Regions from separate parts of the Mus musculus genome. Here region 2 is linked to region 1. A link is a contact called in public Hi-C data. All regions are on one chromosome and are shown on one strand. The core of a region is the stretch at or near the end of the contact, and the rest is flanking DNA. Distances in the headings are between cores, read along the strand shown. Region 1 has its middle 16 kb from the start of Gm31815. Region 2 has its middle 32 kb from the start of Gm31869.

Region 1 (2,700 bases), core at 42-2,541:
CCCCAGTTAGAATGGATATTCTGAAGAGAAGAGACAACAAATGCTGGTATGGGCATACGAGGTGGAGAGGCAGCACAGCAGTGAACCCCTATGATGAGGGTTTAGATTAACATAGCTTTTAACATGCTGTAAGTCAGTAATGGAGATCCTAAAAGAGCTAAATTAAAATTAACCCTAAGATTGAATTTTATGGTGTTGGAGTATATATCTAAAAGAATTCAAGTCAGAATACAAGAAAAAATTTGCACATCCATATTTATTATGGTAGTATTCATGGTAGACAAGTTATTGGATTAGCCTCTGTATCACAGATGGAAAGATGGGATAAAGAAGTTTATAGATAGGCACAACAGAGGATCATTCCACTGTGAAGAAGAGTGAGATCACCATTGCAGAAACCTAGTGGAAGCAGAGATCATGATATTAAGTGAAATGTCGTATTCGGAAAGATAAATATTGCATGTTTTCTCCCATATTCAAGTAGTAGGTTTAAAGCATGAAATTGGAAGTGGAATTATTTGAAAAGATAAGTCAGGAAGGAGGCAGGAACCAGCAAGGATGAACATGATCAAAGTACATTATTCGCACGAAAATGTCATAATGAAAACTCATTTTTTGTACAGTTAATATAAATTGCAACGACAAGGAATTACTGGGGGAGAGAGTCTTCAGGGTTTGGTGCTGTGCACTACAACAGTGGATTTGTCTTGACAAGAAGCATCCAGGACGTTCAGAGACACCAAGGTTAGAACCCTGTTTCCAGAAATTGAGTGTGGGCTCACTCAGTGACTATGGCTGTGGTCTAGTTAATCTTTCCTTGATCAGGGAAGCTGCCTTTGGCTTTGTCTTCTTGGTAGCTGTGGTTTTTCTTTCCAGAATACTTGCCAGTGCTCTGGTGCCTGAAGAAGCACCTCAAGCAGTCCTTTCTATTCTAGGTTCTCTGTGTGGGAGGCCTGATTGTTTCTTCACTTTGGGATGACGTTTCTTGTATCAAATTCATCACTTAAGACCTAGAGGCGCATCCAAGAACCGGCATCCCACTTTCTGTACTTGGAAGAACAGACCAAGAAAGTTCTGAGAAATAGCCCAGAGATTGTCTAGAGAATTGCTTGCAATACAAATAGGTAGAACGGCAGAGAAAAAAAAATAAGTTTCTCATTTGCTTCCTCTGGAGTTGAGCAGGAAATCCTTCTGACAGTCATCTTGCCAACATGTCTTAGCATGGCTGTGACTCACCTCTATTCTCTATTTCCAGTGCGTACCCAGAGCCTGAGCTGATGAAGGCTGCCAAGTGATTACAATTCCCCTTCTATCCTTACCCTTCATTTCCCAGGCAGTCTGAGACCTGGCAAGTACGGGCCAACAAAACAGAAATGTTCCAAATAAGTAACTGGAAAAAGTGATGTCACAGGCGAAACAAGAAATCAAATGCATAGACCAAGCCTGTTTGTCTTTATTTCAGGAAGGCAGGCACTGGTCTCAAAAACAGGCTTCTGAATACACAGAAAATTGCTTCTTGTTGTTGTTGTTTATGTTTCAATGACCCATATTTGACCTTATTACTTTGAAAAATATTTCTAATTTTTTTATACTACAAAAATCCTCGAATATCTGAAAATAACCTTACTTTACAGAACTGCTATCCAAGAGCCATTCTGGTTGGCCACTATCACACAAGAGCTTTTCCTTTTTCCTTTTCTTGTACTGTTCTTAGGCTAATTGATACAAGTAGGAACCCTGAGAAATCAACCTTTGTCTCCTTCACTCAGCTCACAACTCTACGTTTGGAACTTGGCATTGGTTTCTGGGTAGAGAAAGTTAGTGTTTGCAAAGTTACTGAGAAGCCACAGTGATGACCACACACAGTGACTTGGAGAACACTCAGACATCCCAGTGCCCAGACCCCATCCCTGATCTTGGCACAGGTCATGTGGATGAGTTATTTCTAAAAAGTGCTGCATTAAGTCAAGTATGAGGACCATAGCGAAAAACTATAGTGTTAACATCTAAAAGTCAAATGCCACAGAAGATGTGGTTTCACTTGATTATCCCAGAATCCTAAGCTTCCAGCCCTGCCCCCACCACCCAGCCAAAGAGCAGAACTTATCACCCTGAGACTGCATGTTTTCAAGTTGGGATTCATTATTTTAACACTTTTCCCATCTCAAATACATTTGAAATTCAAGTCAAAGATAAAGATTTAATCTTGGAACAGCTATTGCACAACTGTAGCAAGCTGAGCTGTGCTTCAATCCCTGCTACCTCGTCTTCATTTCTCACCTGCCACTCATTTTCTATACATTGGCAATTCTCAAAGCACATCTCCCTGGACTGTGCCACCATCACCACTTGTGAATACATAGAACTTGCAGATCCTTGGGCTCCATCTACTGAGTCTGAAACTGAAGTGGGATCCAGAAATCTGTCTTTCAACAACCTTTCATGTGCTTCTAATACATGCTTGTCTTAGGGTTTTACTGCTGTGAACAGACACCATGACCAAGGCGAGTCTTATAAGTACAACATTTAATTAGGGATAGTTTGCATGTTCAGAGGTTCAGTCCATTATCATAAAGGCTGGAGCATGGCAGCATTCAGGCAAGGCATGGTGCAGGAGTTGCTGAGCATTCTACATCTTCATCTGAAGGCTGCTAGCAGAATACTGGCTTCCAGGAAGCTAGGATGCAGGTCTTAAAGCCC
Region 2 (2,700 bases), core at 94-2,593, 130 kb after region 1:
AAGGAGCGATGTTAAATTGAAATTCTAGAACAGACATGCAAATAGGTTTCCTCTTGAGTGCCCAGCATCCCTGTGTCACCCGTGGGAGTCGCTGGCCGAAACGTAGAATGAGAAGAATCTCAACAAGAAGAAATGCCACAGTGAACTGACAGTGCTCATCGAGGCTATGAAGGTGACGACATACGTCACAACGTGTCATTTACATGCTTGAGGAAAGCATAGCAGCTGCCAGAGGAGGTGCCACCTACGTATTTTCATGAAAAAAAAAAATCACTGGAAGGGGAACCATGAAAGAAAGCTAGACCCCAAGAAACCTTCTGTTTACTGGCTGGCTCTTCACACTCAATGGGCCTCGAAGATGTCACCCGTTCTGGTCAAATGGCTCAGTATCATGAGCTTTCTAATAGGCAAGAGACTTAAAAGCATAATGACAACAACTAACCCACTTGGAAACGCCCTTGTCATGACTAGCTGATCAAATGAAACTCTGAGTCCTTTTCTAGACCGCATCAACAGTGTCACTCACGATGGGCAAAAAGATCTCAACAGTTCACCTTAAAAAAAAAAAAAAAATTACCCATAAGACCCAGAAACCAGCGACTGCTCTAACGCAAGCACTCCGGCACCGGTGGCCTCAGCTGCTTCGTCTTTCTAGTCATAGTGCCCTTTTGAGCAAGGGTCACTCTTACTCCTAAGAGGAAAGTCGATCTGACTCACTTTCAGAAACTGAAAGCACACTGTGTCCACAAGAGCCGGGACGCTTACTGTAAAACCACAAAACCACATCAGAATTCTTCAGCTGCTCAGGAAGGAAAAGAGTCAGTGGGCCGAAAAAAAACCTCATCCAGACTTCTCCACACTTCGCCCTCCAGAGGACTCACGGGCTTTGCTAAGAGACTGGGAGCCAAGAACAGATTTCCGCAGCCAGTGTAGACTGGGCCTCCGGCTTCTGTTACTGAAAACAGGAGACAATGGCCCAAGGCTCCTTCGGGAAGCAGCACAGCTTTGGTTTTATTGACTCTTCCCTCTTTCTTGTCATTTTCTTCCCCAAATATCCATCCCAGGTCTAAATGTCTGTTACTCAGTTAGTTTGTGCTAGCTGGTATGCCGAGATTAAGAGTGGGACTTTGCTCTGGATCGGGTTCTTTCAGGATTCCAATAGGATGCTTTAATAATTTTATTCTATGGTTGTGTGGAGAACAAACCCAGGCTGACACTTTCATTGGTGAGGTAGCAGGAATCATTGACATTAACAAGAAGGATAACGGATTCCTCTTGACTATCCACCCCTCTTCCCTCAACCCTTCCGGTCCACGACTCAGGGGGCAAAATCCGAATCTTGTGATTTCACGGTTTTCTGCTGCCACCTGGTGATGGCTTACAACCAAGCAGTGGTTCTCAATCTTCCTAATGCTGAGACCCTTTTACACAGTTCTTCACACTATGGTGACCACCTCCCAGCCATGAGTGTATTTCGTCGCTATTTCATAAATGTAATTTTGCTACTGTTGTGAATTGTAATGTAAATGCCTGATATGTAGGGTATCCGTGACCCCCCCCCAAGGGGTCGTGACCCACAGGTTGAGAACTAGAGTTTCCGCAGCCTGAATTTCTGCCATCCTCAGGCTGGCACACGGGGAAGACAAAATGGAAGATCCCAGACCACTCTATAAGCACCCTGAACCCCCAGAGGAAGCCTGGTGGCAAGATTATAGGATAACCCTCACCTCTTTTCTCTCTCCTGTGTCTGCTTAGCCCAGGTAGTTACTACAGATGGAGGACGGGTGATAGAGGAGAGCCCAACTCTTCCCCATGCACCTCTAGAGAGACCGCAGAGGAAATCAGAAAAGAAAAGGTCTGGACCTCTAGAAGAACTACAGCAAACTCACTGAGGTCGGAGCAGCAGAAGTCACATTCTGTCCCTGTAATTCTGTCTAGAGTTGGTTTTGAGAAGTGAATCCAGGGCAGGTTGGTGGTAGACAACTATAATCCCAACCCTCAGGAGGCTGAGCCCAAAGGATTGTGAGCAAGCTTACGCTTCATCTCAAGACTCTATCTAGGAAGAAAAGAGCAAGAGTACAGTGTCAAAGAAACATGGGGGCCAGTGAGGTGGCTCTTGGCTCTGTGGGTAAAGGCACTTGGCGCCAAGCCAGATAACCTATCTGATTCCTCAAACCCTCATGGTAGGAAGATAGAACTGACTTCTCCAAGTTTCAAATGCACACCAGGGGACAACACACACACATATAAAAAGATAGATAAGCAAATTTAATTTTAAAAAAATTTTAAAGACATAACCGATTACTTTGTACTTACATTAGGACATATTTTAATATAATCTCCCAAGTGAGTGAGTATTATAATTAGCTAAGTGTATAATTGTGCATATCATTTGTGGGATGAAATGTAGTGTTTTGATCCATGTAAGTATTGTAGAAAGACTCAGTTAACTGATGCTTTATCATCATCCTACCTTGTAGGATGGCCCTTACCTGCTCTTCCATCTTCTGCCTCTCTCAAGCCCCATTGCTTGCTACAGAGTTTAGATATGTAAAAACTGGTCCTTTAGCACATTTGAAACACACAGTACATCCCTACTCAAAGGTTTCCTCTATTTATCTTTAGATTTTAATCACCCTCCTTCTCCCACCTCGATAGACCCTTAATAAAGTGTCTTGCCTATAATAGGTTATCCCAAAA

The links. Hi-C and Micro-C count contacts between places; a contact is called where the count stands out from the background.
Region 2: a contact with region 1 is called in a Hi-C map of the C2C12 cell line, with 2.1 times the contacts expected there. The contact joins two enhancer-like sites. A contact is called at or near these places in 11 of 484 Hi-C or Micro-C datasets (the C2C12 cell line, the HL-1 cell line, adipose-derived mesenchymal stem cells and 4 more) and 1 of 115 datasets of contacts at active chromatin or transcription factors (bone marrow-derived dendritic cells).

The regions. Positions count from the first base shown.
Region 1 is chr1:161,606,385-161,609,084 of GRCm38.p6, forward strand. No RefSeq gene overlaps it. Among named protein-coding and RNA genes, the nearest start is that of Gm31815, 16 kb to the left of the region's middle. Within about 2 kb of position 1,292, at least 30 of the 459 cell types and tissues checked have an H3K27ac peak or open chromatin away from gene starts, as enhancers often do. A contact at or near this core is called in the C2C12 cell line, where this site is marked.
Region 2 is chr1:161,734,303-161,737,002 of GRCm38.p6, forward strand. No RefSeq gene overlaps it. Among named protein-coding and RNA genes, the nearest start is that of Gm31869, 32 kb to the right of the region's middle. Within about 2 kb of position 1,344, at least 158 of the 459 cell types and tissues checked have an H3K27ac peak or open chromatin away from gene starts, as enhancers often do. A contact at or near this core is called in the C2C12 cell line, where this site is marked.